Linked DNA regions of Capra hircus: region 1 is linked to region 2. The links are chromatin contacts, called in public Hi-C maps. All regions are on one chromosome and are shown on one strand. The core of a region is the stretch at or near the end of the contact, and the rest is flanking DNA. Distances in the headings are between cores, read along the strand shown.

The links. A called contact is a pair of places that touch in the nucleus more often than the background predicts.
Region 1: a Hi-C map of blood shows a contact between it and region 2, with 1.7 times the contacts expected there. The contact joins the promoter of CBLC here to the enhancer-like site in region 2. A contact is called at or near these places in 2 of 5 Hi-C or Micro-C datasets (both in blood).

The regions. Positions count from the first base shown.
Region 1 is chr18:53,593,289-53,600,123 of ARS1.2, forward strand. It overlaps CBLC (E3 ubiquitin-protein ligase CBL-C), which reads left to right and starts at 5,357. Exons shown (of 12, transcript XM_005701875.3): 1 at 5,357-5,780. The coding sequence starts at 5,431.
Region 2 is chr18:53,560,670-53,567,201 of ARS1.2, forward strand. LOC108638000 (a long non-coding RNA gene) reads right to left here. Exons shown (of 3, transcript XR_001919517.1): 3 at 5,046-5,404. Among named protein-coding and RNA genes, the nearest start is that of BCL3, 14 kb to the right of the region's middle. Within about 2 kb of position 2,207, at least 2 of the 5 cell types and tissues checked have an H3K27ac peak or open chromatin away from gene starts, as enhancers often do.

The DNA of each region.
Region 1 (6,835 bases), core at 4,107-6,606, 36 kb after region 2:
TCTTGATTCCAGCTTGTGCTTCATCCATCCCAGCATTTCTCATGATGTACTCTGCATATAAGTTAAATAAGCAGGGTGACAATATACAGCCTTGATGTACTCCTTTCCCTATTTGGAACCAGTCTGTTGTTCCATGTCCAGTTCTAACTGTTGCTTCCTGACCTGCATACAGATTTCTCAAGAGGCGAGTCAGGTGGTCTGGTATTCTCATCTCTTTAAGAATTTTCCAGAGTTTGTTGTGGTCCACCCAATGAAAAGCTTTGGCGTAGTCAATAAAGCAGAAATAGATGTTTTTCTGGAAGTCTCGCTTTTTTGATGATCCAGCGGGTGTTGGCAATTTGATCTTTGGTTCCTCTGCCTTTTCTAAATCCAGCTTGAACGTCTGGAAGTTCACAGTTCATGAACTGTTGAAGCCTGGCTTGGAGAATTTTGAACATTACTTTGCTAGCATGTGAGATCAGTGAAATTGTGCAGTAGTTTGAGCATTCTTTAGCATTGCTTTTCTTTGGGATTGGAATGAAAACTGACCTTTTCCAGTACTGTGGCCACTGCTGAGTTTTCCAAATTTGCTGGCATAGTAAATGTGGCACTTTCACAGCATCATCTTTCAGGATTTGAAGTAGCTCAACTGGAATTCTATCACCTGCACTAGCTTTGTTCATAGTGATGCTTCCTAAGGCCCACTTGACTTTGCATTCCAGAATGTCTGGCTCTAGGTTGGTGATCACACCATTGTGATTATCTGGGTCGTGAAGATCTTTTTTGTATCATTCTTCTGTGTATTCTTGCCACCTCTTCTTAATATCTTCTGCTTCTGTTAGGTCCAAACCACTTCTGTCCTTTATTGTGCCCATCCTTGCATGAAATCACTCCCTATTTCCCTCTAACTCCCTTCCTTCAGCCCCAGGCAATCCCTAATATACTTTCTGTCTCTGTAGATTTGCCTATTCTGGACATTTTATATAAATCAAATCATATAACGTGTGGTCTTTTATGACTGGCTTCTTTTGCTTTAGCGTAATGTTTCTGAGGTTCATCCATTCCTTTTAATGGTCAAATGATATTCCATTGTATATTGCATTCAATTTACCCATTTATCCATTCTCATCTGACAGACATTTAAGTTGTTTCCACAAATCTTTGTGTGGATATATGTCTTTAAATGTTATCTCTTTCTTTTTGGCTATGCTGGGTCTTCATTGCTATATGGGCTTTTATCGAGTTGTGGCAAGTGGCGGGGGTGGGTACTCTCTAGTGGCGGTGGACAGGCTTCTCATTGCAGTGACTTATCATGTTGTGGAGCAGGGGCTCTAAGCCGTGCAGGCTGCAGCAGTTGCAGCTTGAGAGCTCAGTAGTTGTGGCTCCCGGCTCTGCAACACAGGCTCAATAGTTGTGGTACAAGGGCTTTCTTGCTCCAAGCCGTGTGGGATCTTCCCGGATCGAGGATCAAACCTTTGTCCCCTGCATTGGCAGGCAGATTCTTTACCACTGAGCCACCAGGGAAGCTCCTGGATGTATGTTTTTAATTCTCTGCGATATGTCGAGATAGGCATGGAGCTCCTGGACCATGTGATGACACTGTTTAACATTTTGAAGAGCTACCAAACTATTTTCTGCAGCAGCTGCAACATTTTACATCCTCACTAGCAGTGCCTGAGGCTTCCAGTTTCTTCACAGCCTCTCCAATACTTGTTATTGTCTGTCTTTGGAGAAGGGAGCGCTGCACAGCTTGTGGGATCTTAGTCCCCAGACCAAGGATGGCACCTATGCCCCCTGCATTGGAAGCACAGAGTCTTAATCACTGGACCACCAGGGAAATCCTAGTATCTGTATTTTTTATTACAGCCTTCCTGGCAGGTGTGAAGTCAGATCTCCTTGTGGTTTCGATTTTCGTTTCCCTGACTGATCATGTCTTTTTCAGTATCTTTTCTTATCATCACTTCGTTTGTATCCGCTTTGCAGCTACATGAACTCTTAACCAGCTTGCCATATGTGATCCAGATATTTTTAAAGCATTAACGATATCCTCGGAGTCCATCTTTTCCCTTTGCTGTGTCTTACATTTCGTGCTCAGCGTTACCACTCATGGTTTCATCCTATTATCACAAACAATGCATCCCCCACGAAATCTAGTGTACTGGTTTTGCAATTTTTCTTACTTGGTATAAAAAAGGACGGAATGGCCACCCACTACAGTATTCTTGCCTACAAAATCCCAGGGACAGAGGAGCCTGGAGGGCTAGTCCACGGGGTCGCAAAAAGAGCGGGACATGACTGAGCAGACACATGTAAATAACATTGTGTTAGACTAACTCCTCTGTACTTGCTGGTTTGTTTTTTTTTTTTCCTAAAGTCATTGTATTAGTTTCCTGTTGCTGCTGTAACAAAGAACCACGAACTGAGTGGCTTAAAACAACACATTTCTCTCACCGTCCTGGGGACCAGAAGCCCCAGATCAGTGTGCTGGCAGGGCGCCACTCTCTCTGAAGGCTCTAGGGGAGTGTCCTTCCTTGCCTTTTCCTGGCTTCTGGCTTCTGCCAGCAATCCTTGGTTTATATGCACATCACTCCAACCGCTGCCTCCATCGTCACACGGCTTTCTCCCAGGCAGTATACCTGTTTTTGCGTCCCAGTTTCCAGTCATACTGGACGTAGTGTGTGTATACTCAGCCGCTCAGTCGTTCTCAATTCTTTGTGACCCGGTGGACTACCGCCCACCAGGCTCCTCTGTCTATGGGATTTTCCAAGCAAGAATTCTGGAGTGGGTTGCCATTTCCTCCTCCAGGGGATCTTCCCGACCCAGGGATGGAACTCGCATCTCTTGCGTCTCCTGCATGGGCAGGTAGATTCTTTACCACTGGGCCACCTGGGAAGACTGGATGTATGGCACACCTCATCTAAACTTGGTTAAAGCCTACAAAACCTCATTTTCTAGCTCCATTCATAGGTTCTAGTGGACACAAATGGGGGAGGGGGACTATTCAACCCGGTAACACTCATCATTACGATTTTACGATTCACACTGTTGGAATGTGTGTCCATTTCATTCATTTGGACTGCTGGATGGAAGTCCTTTGTGGAAGGATACCACAATGTATTCATTCCTTCTCCTCACAGTGAAACTTGCCTTGTCTTCAGTTTTCTCCATTTCCGACAAGGCTGCAATTAATATCCCTGCACCTGTCTCCTGGAGTTTTTTAGGGCAGTATTTTTCAACCTGCCCAACAAGATCCATTAGTGGGTTGTGAAATCAATTTAGTGGGTTGCAAACACAATTTTTCCTTTAATGAAATGAAATTAACTAGAAGATACGAGAGCGCATGTGCATAGATGGGGTAAGGCTTGCCCCCTGGAACTGTTTCAGGTATATAATGTCTCAATGTGAGCAAAAGTGTTTACAAGCCATGGCTCTGAAGGACGGAGCTGGCAATGGACTTGCCCTGCCAAAGCTTTGTTGGATCCTCTCAAATCACTCTCAAACCTGATTTGTCCATTTATACTTCCATCAACTCTTGGTCAACACTTGGCATGGTCAAAATTTTGAATTTTTGCCAGGCCAGTGGGTTGTCACCCTGCTTCCTGGAGGTGGAAACAGGCTCAGAGAGAGCAGGAAGTCAAGGAGCTGGGAGGTAGACCCTTCTGTCCTGACCACAAAGACCCAATCTTCATTTAGTTTGAGATGAAAATTCAAAGATTCCACAAATTAAGGATTCTCAGGTTCTGAGAGATAAGGGATGGGGGCTGAGGAGGGAAGTAGAGTGCGAAGGGGGCCTCAGATCTTACCCTAAACCTTCTCTCTCTCCTCCTACCTCAGTTTTTGAGAATTCAGTGAGAAAATGTAAAGCCTGACACACAGGGCTCGACAGAGAGTGTTAAATAAATGCCTTGTTGCTGCTGTTCAGCCACTCGGTAGTTTCTGACTCTTTGCGACCCCATGAACTGCAGCACGCCAGGCCTCCCTGTCCTTCACCATCTCCCGGAACTTGCTCAAACTCATGTCCATTGAGTCGGTGATGCCATTCAACCACCTCATCCTTGTCGTCCGCTTCTCCTCCTGCCTTCAATCCTTCCCAGCATCAGGGTCTTCTCTAATGAGTCAGCTCTTCGCAGCAGGTGACCAAAGTATTGGAGCTTCAGCTTCAGCATCAGTTCTTCCAATGAATTTTCAGGGTTGATTTCCTTTAGGATTGACGGGTTTGATCTACTATTATTATTACTATTATTCTCCGATTAGAAATTCTCTGTGCTGTGTGCTTTGTCGCTTCAGTCGTGTCCGGCTCTATGTGACACCATGAAGTGTAGCCCTCCAGGCTCCTCAGTCTATGGGGATTCTCCAGGCAAGAATACTGGAACAGGTTTCCATGCCCTCTTCCAGGGGCTCTTCCCAACTCAGGGATCGAACCCAGGTCTCCCGCACTGCAGGCAGATTCTTTACCGTCTGAGCCACCAGGGAAGAAATTCTCTAGATATGGGCACATTTGTAATCACAGGTAGGCCAGTTTCCTGGCCGGGGCGTGGCCAGGAAGCCAGGGGGCGTGGCCTGGATCCCTTGAGGGACGGAGGGACGGTCCGACCTACCAGGGCCCAGCGTGGCTGCCCAGCGCGCAGCCCTCGCTGGGTAGCAGCTTCTCTCCAGCCCTGCTCTGGGCAGCTGCTGCAGTCATGAGCCCCATCTTCCCGCCTCACCCCCTGGGGACCCAGAAGCCCCCACCACCTCCTTTGGAAATCTGAGTGTCTCAATTCCAGCCTGACTGCTCTCAGGCCCCTGCTTATGGGGACCCAGGAATTATGTCACCAGATTCCTGCTCCCTCAGACACCCTCCTCCCGACTCCTGCTCTTAGGGGACCCACGGGTCTGGGCACGCTGTGTTTCTTCTCTGGGACAGAAGGGTCTCACAATTTCCCTAACGTTTCCTCCTAAAAGGTTTAGCTCCAACCTTTAATCCCATACCACGACCAATGACTCAAACTTTGACCCACGACCCAGGAAAGCTACCTCCCAACACCACTCCCCTTCATGGTCTGGGTAGCTAAACTCTCAGCCCCACCCTCGCCCCCAACAAAAGTCCTAGATTCCCCCAACCCCTCCTCCATTGCTAACTTGGGACCCAGCCCCCCACCCCTCCCCAGAAAGGGCCCAGGCATCGGACCTGCGATTCCCACCCACCCAGGAAGTTCTGTCGCCACCCACCAAAGCCACCCCATCCGGCTTTCCTTTGGGATCGGACTTGAGAAACCCCATCTCTAAGGAACCCAGGTGCCAGAGCCCCCAGCCCCCGCCCCCTTGCGGCGCACGGTGCCAGCAGTCACCTCCCCAGGTTCTCCAGGGCCCGCCCTTACCTCTCCCGCCTCGTCCCGCCCCTACCTGGGGCTGGGCGGTGCCGGGCCTTTCTCCGCGGGCCCCGTCCCTCCTCCGGCATCAGAGGGACCCATGGCTGCGGTGGCCCTGCCGGGACGACAGTGGGGAGAATCCCGCGCGTTAGGCCGGGCGGTGAGGCTGCTGCAGCGCCTGGAAGAGCGATGCGGGGACCCCCGGCTCTCCTCGAGTCCCCCCTCCCTTCGGGACCTGCTGCCCCGCACCGCGCAGCTGCTGCACCAGGTGGCGCAAGCCCGGCAGGACGCCAGCGGAGGCGTCCCCGAGGGTCCCAGGGGCGCGTGGGACTTTCTGGCGGTCTATCTGGCTAACCTGGAGGCCAAGAGCAGGCAGGTGGCGGCGCTGCTGCCACCCCCGGGCCGAAAGATTGCCAACGACGAACTCTTCCGGGAGGGCTCCAGACTCAGGTGAGCCCTTGCGCCGGGACAAGGTTGAGATCGTCAGTGGGGCTCCCTCAGGCTCCGAGCATCCTCCTCCCTCCGACCCAGGAGTCCTTCTCCGTGAAAGAGCCTGGGAAACTAAGCCTCCCAGGTTTTTTTTCCTTTTTTGGGCATGGAGACCCTGAGCTCACCATGTCCCCTTCTTTCTCGGCTCAGAAGCGAGCTGTTCGCCCCCTGGATTTAGACACACATTAAGGAACGTGGGGACCCCAGGAAGCTTCCTGCGTGGGGAGCACTGGAGAAAGGGCTCTGAAGCCCTGATCACCAACCCTGCCTGGTACACTCTCAGAGCCTGTCTTTAGTTCCTTAGCCTGTCTTTAGTTCCTTGGGTGGCTAGCTCAGGACCTAGGGCTTTTTTTTTTTTTTTTCCCTTTTTGTCTGCAGGCTGCCTGCTCTGAATTTCCAAGAAAGGGCTGTTGAGTGACAAGGGCAGAGTTTTGAGATTTAAGCCAGAACAGGGGTTGGAACAGTAGCTCTCAACCCCAACAGGCCCCCAAGCCCTTTCTTTAGAGCAAGTATTTTGTGGTCTCTTTACATCTATCCTGAAATGACATACATCGAGTGAATAACCTACTTACTCATAATTCTTAAAAAAAGAAAAAAACACTATAATGCCTAAATTGTAGTATAAGGGAATGATCAAAGGAATGTTCTTTATAATAAAATTATTTCTATTTGGAATGAAAATGCCAAGGCACTCTTACAGTTACTCTGGAAGGCAGAATTGACTGGTTCTTGTACACTTGTACCTGGGGAAAATAATCATCCATTGCTGAACGAAAGAGACTTCCCTTGACACACAGGATAGTGAATTTCTGGAAAATTTGGAATCGATTTTTAATGTGCAAAAAACGCTTATGTAGGGTTAGGACTCTGCTTTCACTGCAGAGCCAGGATTTGATCTCCGGTCAGGGACCTAAGATCCCGCAAGCCAAGAAAAGCAAAGCTTATGTAAAATGGAATTGGACTCTAAGCTCAGATCACTGTAACCAGATTTTCCATCTTCAAAAATGTGTGATGGG
Region 2 (6,532 bases), core at 957-3,456:
TCCTCCATCCATGGGATTTTCCAGGCAAGAGTACTGGAGTGGGTTGCCATTGCAACCCAGAAAGCCCGAACAGTCTGTTCAAGCCTCCCTCTACCCCTTGTCTTCCTAATCTCATTTCCATCCTATCCCCCTGCTCCCTCTACTCTAGCCACACTGGCCTCAAATAGCCAGCACAATCCACCTCAGGGCCTTTGCACCTGCTGTCCCCTCAGCCTGGAACACTCTTCCTCCCAGATGTCCGTATGACTCCTTCTCTCCCCTCCTTCACGACCTAGCCCAAATGTCACTCCTTATAGGGGCCTCTCAATTCACTGCAAAACATTTTTTTCTAATTAGAACTTTTAAAGCGGTCTCCTTAATGGTGTTTGGGTAAAAGAGGAAATAAAAACTGCAATTACAGACAATTTAGAAAAAGAGGATGAGAGCATTACATTTCACACCTCATGATGAAAGCAAAGCTGTACTCCTGGAAAAACATTTACATCCATGAATGCGGAAGTCTAATCCAGTGATTAGAATGAATTACTCTAGTATTTGGGCTTCCCTGGGGGCTCAGGGGTAAAGAATTTGCCTGCCAATGCAGGAGACATGGGTTTTATCCCTGAGTCAGGAAGGTCCCCTGGAGAAGAAAATGACAACCCTCTCCAGTAGTCCTGCCTGGGAAATCCCATGGACACAGGAGCCTGGCAGGCTACAGTCTATGGAGTCACAAAGAGTCGGATCATGACTTAGCGACCAAACAGTAAATAGGGGCCTCTGGATTTTTAAAAAAAACAAACAATTTAGGACTTCCCTGGTGGTCCAGTGGTTGCCAATGGAGACACAGGTTCGGTCCTTGGTCTGGAAAGATTCCTCATGCCAAGGGGTGGCTAAGCCCATGAGCCACAACTGGAGAAAGCTCTGGAGCAGCAGTCAAGACCCAACGCAGCCAAAAATAAATAAATAAATTTGAAAAATAAATATAGCGGGAGAATGGATGCCTGTATATGTACAGCTGAGTCCCTTTCCTGTACACCTGAAACTATTGCAACATTGTCAATTGACTATACTCCAATATGAAATAAGAAGCTTAAAAAATTAAAGAAATTAATTTTAAAAAAATTTAAACCAGGGGACAACAGAGGATGAGATGGTTGGCTGGCATCACTGACTCGATGGACATGAGTTTGAGCAAGCTCCAGGAGTTGGTGATGGACAGGGAAGCCGGGTGTGCTGCCGTCCCTGGGGTCGCAGAGAGTCGCACACATGACTGAGCCACTGGGCAACCGCGCTGAACTGAAACCACTCTCCACCTCTCCCTCCCCCCACCCAGTCCCTTGACGACTTCTTTTTTTTTTTTTTTTTTGGTTCTTCATTTATTTATGGCTGCACTGGGTCTTTGCTGCTGTGCACCGGCTCTCTCTAGTTGCAGTAAGCCAGGGCTACGTTCGTTGTGGTGCACAGGCTTCTCATCGCGGTGGCTTCTCTTGCTGCGGAGCTCAGGCTCTAGGCGGGAAGGCTTCAGTAGCTGCAGCGCGCAGGCTCAGTAGTCTTAGCGCACCCCACGGGCTTAGAAGCTCCGCGGTTCGTAGGATCTTCCCAGAGCAGGGATGCAGCCCGTGTCCCCTCCATTGGCAGGTGGATGCCTGTCAGCCTGGGGAATCCTTGCCGGCTTCATTTTTCTCCTCAGCAGATACTTGACACTCTCTATATTTTCCTTGCCCTATTGATAGTCTGTCTGGAGAACTAGATTCTGATCCCCAGGGGCCAGACCTTATTGGTTCACCACCAGAGCAAGGCCCGAAATACCTGTCGGTGAAGTGTGTGGATTGCATGCCTCTATTTTGAACCTGTAAGACATTCACAAGTTTCAAAATCCAAAAGACAGGAAATGGAAGTGAGAAGCAACCTACCCACCACAGCAACCTATCGACCTGGCCTGACCCTTCCCAGTGCTGTTCCCCCGTCCCAGGGTCTTGTCCAGAGATAGTCTCTGCAAGGATGAGAAAACGTGTACGTGTGTTTCTTCCCCCTCCTTTCTTTCCGCAAATGGCAAACACTCTTATCCTGCTTTGCAGTGTCCTCCTAGCAAGACATCTAGGAGATCACACCACATCAGTTTCCAATTGCTTCCTCATTCTTTTTTTGTTTCTCTTTAAACAACTGCATGCATGGTGACCAAGGGGGAAAGAGTTTTTTTCGCAATCACAGTTTTCCAGGAGCAGTGGCGGCTGAGAGCTCAGCACCATCTCACAGACCCCCTGGCCTCACATTGTGGTTCTGCAGTCAAGATCTCCCACACGCTTCTGGTGGGCATGCAAACCAGAGTGGCCACTTTGGAACACAGTTTGCCAATCTCCCCAGAGGTTAAATATACACTTCTCATATGACCCAGCCCTTTCATTCCTGGGTGTTTACCCAAGAGAAATGAAAACCTCTGCGCGCACCCGCGCACACACACACACACACACACACAACCTGTATGTGCTTGTCTCTAGCAGCTCTCTTCTGAATCACTAGCAGTTGGAAAACAGCCCAGATGTTTCTTCAGCTGGGAGATGGAAAAGCAAAACTGTGGTTCCTCCCCACGTGGCCAGAAAAATGCAACACACTTCGGATTCGACAACCTGAATGAACGGCAGATGCGTTCAGTTGAGTGAAAGAAGCAAGACTCGGGAGGCTCTATTATTCCATTTAGAAGACATTCTGAAAAAGGCCGCTCGGTAGTGACAGAGAGAGCTGTGGGTTGTGGGGGTGGAGTGGGGGAAGGGTGTAGCCACAGAGGGCCAGCAGGAGGGGATTTTGGGGGTAATGGAAACCATCTGCATTTTGATTCTGGGTGACTGCCGCATGCGTGGCACAGAACTTATAGAGCAGCACAGAGAAAAGAGTAAATTTTACTATATGCAAATATTTTCATGAGTTTTACTAAAAGGGTGCCTAATGTAGGAGTCCATGTATATGACATGCTGGAATAGCAAAACTATAGGAATAAAAAAACAAACCAGTGGGTGCCCGGGCTGGGGGATGAGGGGAGGGGTCGACTGCAAAGGGGCACAGGGCTAGTTTTGGGATGATGGAACTTGATGGTATCTGGATTGCGATTTGATGATATGACTATAAGCTTTTATCAAAAGTCATACTTTGTACAGACTTAAAATGAGCGCCTTCTATTGTATCGTACTGCAGGATAAATTACATTTCAATAAAATTGGGTTTGGAGGGGTTTTAAATATAATTTAATCTCAAGTGGTAGTGGTGGCTTAGTCACTAAGTCATGCCCAACTCTTGCAACCCCATGGACTGTCGCCCGCCAGGCTCCTCTGTCCGTGGGATTTCCCAGACAGGAATACTGGAGTGGGTTGCCATTTCCTCCTCCAGGGGATCTTCCTGACCCAGGGATTGAACCCGTGCCTCCTGCATTGCAGGCAATTCTTTACCGTTGAGCCACCAGGGGAGCCCCAATAAAGTCGGTCTTAAATATCCTATCTCAGGACTTCCTTGATGGTTGGGTGGCTAAGACTCCATGCTCCCAGTGCAGGGGGACCTGGGTTCAATCTCTGGTCAGGGAACTAGATCCCACATGCCACAGTTAAGAGTTCGCATGCCACGAGTAAAGATCCGGCATCTGCAACGAAGATCGAAGATCCCGTGTGTGGCAACTAATACCCAGCATGGCCAAATAAGTAAATTTTTTTTTAATTAAAAAATAACTGTTTATTAAAAAAAAAAATCTTATCTCTCCTTGCCCTTCCCTGACTGTGTGACCTTAGGCAAAGCCCCTAACGTCTCTGTGCCTCCAGCGAAGGAGGAAAGATTTGGGGAGGAGGTGGGTGCTGAGGTCTTGGGTCTCATCATGGGTACCTAGGTACACCAGTACCCACAAGAAACATTTACAAACAAAGCAGAGAGGCTTTATGAGGCTTTAGGATGGCACCCCACTCCAGTGCTCTTGCCTGGCAAATCCCATGGACGGAGGAGCCTGGAAGGCTGCAGTCCATGGCGTCGCACAGAGTTGGACACGACTGAGCGACTTCACTTTCACTTTTCACTTTCATGCATTGGAGAAGGAAATAGCAACCCACTCCAGTGTTCTTGCCTGGAGAATCCCAGGGACAGGGGAGCCTGGTGGGCTGCCCTGTGGGGTTGCACAGAGTCAGACACGACTGAAGCGACTTAGCAGCAGCAGCGGCAGCAGGATGAAACTAGGGTCAGACAGCTGAGCTGCTGACAAAGGCTCCTGTGTCTTGTAAGGACAGGTCCTGAACTGAGCCCTGTCAGGCCCTTCCTGAGTCCCTCTGAACCACCAGGCACTCCTTGTTGACCTAGAAAAGTGAGGAGAAGCATCTGTGGGCCGCAGAGGGATGGCGTCAGGGATGCACAATTCAGAGCATTGTAAGAGAGCCTTTTTCAGTAGTCAGATGGAACTGCCAGATCAGGTCCCTGCCGTCTCAGCTGTTTGGGGCAGAGTTTGGGTATGTACAGCCCCCGGCCTGCTCTCACCGGCTCACACGTAGGGGAGAATGAGATATATCAGCAATATAACAGAAGAGCTGAGGGCTCAGGCTGGGGAATCCTGAAGGGGCACAACCCACCCTAAGGAGAGAAATCAGGGAGGGCTTTCTGGAGGACAGGCTGCCAGAGCTGAGCCCTAATATGCTGACTGAACACCTACTGAGCACCCTGGTTTGGACTCGGTGGAAGAGCCTATTTTTGAGGCTGAAGTGAAAGGGGAGTGTGTGGGCAGAAGGGTTGGGGCAGAGGCTGCTGCTAAAAGCAGGGGTGTGGGTGGGGGCAGAACAGTGGGAGATAAGACAGGAGTGAGGTGGTACCTGGTTCAAGGCCACCCTGGCAGGAGCCTGGACTCTCTCCCTCTCATGCCCGGGTAGGAGCAGCTGTCTCAAGATCCCTCCATGTGTGCAGGGAGACTGAGGTGGGAAGAAGCTGGGAGGGGTCAGGGGAAGTGATGGGAATGAGGTGACTGTCGGAGTCACATGGAGAAGCGGGTACACGTGTTACCGAAGGGTGCTCACTGTTCAAAAGCCAACAAACAGGCCAGACTGGTGGAAAGGAGAGTTTGCTTTATTTCAGATGCCGGCAGCTGGTGGGGGTCGGGGCAGACATCTGTCCAAAGGCTGACGACCCCCACTCCTGGCAACCAGGGTGGCAAGAGTTTTCATAGACAGAAGTGGCCGGGGAAGGGGGCTACTTGCAGAAACAGTAGTCAGCTCTGACAGTCATCTTCAAATTGGTCATCAGTGGTCTGACCAGCATCATCTTGATTGTTCTAGGGACACTTCATCTTCAGTTCCAGGGTCCTTTGTTCTCATTTCTTTGAAGCCAGTTCTCAGAATCGTGGCAGCTCGTGTCCTGGGTACCATCTAGTCTTCACGTAGTCAACTTCTTCACCCTGGTGCTTTGGTATCTGTAAGACAGCTCACAGGATATGTCTCAGAATATTTAGCTATAGCCCTTGAGAAAGAAGTAAAGACCCTTGACTCTGCTTAATGACCACATTATTATTTGGTCTCCTTTACTGTTTTCCTTTGTTTCTTCATTTCTTGTATCTCTGATTAAACTTATTCTTTGACTAAAGTTTTCCACAGACAGAAGGCAGGCAGAGGACACGGGGTGGGAAGGGGAGGACCATGAGGTCCTGCCCCATTTCACAGGTAGAGTGAGAAGGCAGAGTTCTTGCCTCTTAGGTCCCACCCAAGACCCTTCCAAGAGCTAGGAGGTCTCTGCTAATGCAGCTTTGTTGTTTTTAAAGCATTAACACAATGATGCTTTAAAGCTGCATTGCCAAAGATGCATTTTTTTCTCATTCTTTAGTTCCTCAGACTTTCCGATCTGATCATTCTTCGTTTCTTAAATTCTGTTAGTCTTGGCTTCTAAAGTTCCACAGTGGCAAATATCTTTGATCCTTAGAGGCTCAGATTCGTTCATTCAGTAAACATTTATTGAGCCTCTGTCCTGTGTGAGTGCCAAGAACACAGAAAAGGAAAAAATAGATGAAATGATGCAAAGAGCTGACTCATTAGAAAAAACCCTGATGCTGGGAAAGACTGAAGGCAGGAGGAGAAGGGGACAACAGAGGATGAGATGGTTGGATGACATCACCGACTCAATGGACATGCGTTTGAGCAAATTTGGGGAGATGGTGAGGGACAAGGAAGCATGATGTGCTGCAGTCCATGGGGTCGCAGAGAGTCGGACACAACTGAGCGACTGAACAACAACAAGATGAAATTCCTGCCCTAGGGGAAACCACATTTATTGAGGGCTAAGGTACCAGGATCAATTCTAGGTGTCCACATGTAACTCCTTTAATCCTGCCTCCAACCTTATGAGTTAGAGACTTGAGTAATCCCCATTACCAAATTCAACGTTCAGAAAACAAAGATTACAGCATCCGGTTCCATCACTTCATGGCAAATAGATGGGGAAACAGTGGAAACAGTGAGAGACTTTATTTTGGGGGGGCTCCAAAATCACTGCAGATGGTGAGTGCAGCTACGAAATTAAAAGACGCTTGCTCCTTGGAAGAAAAGTT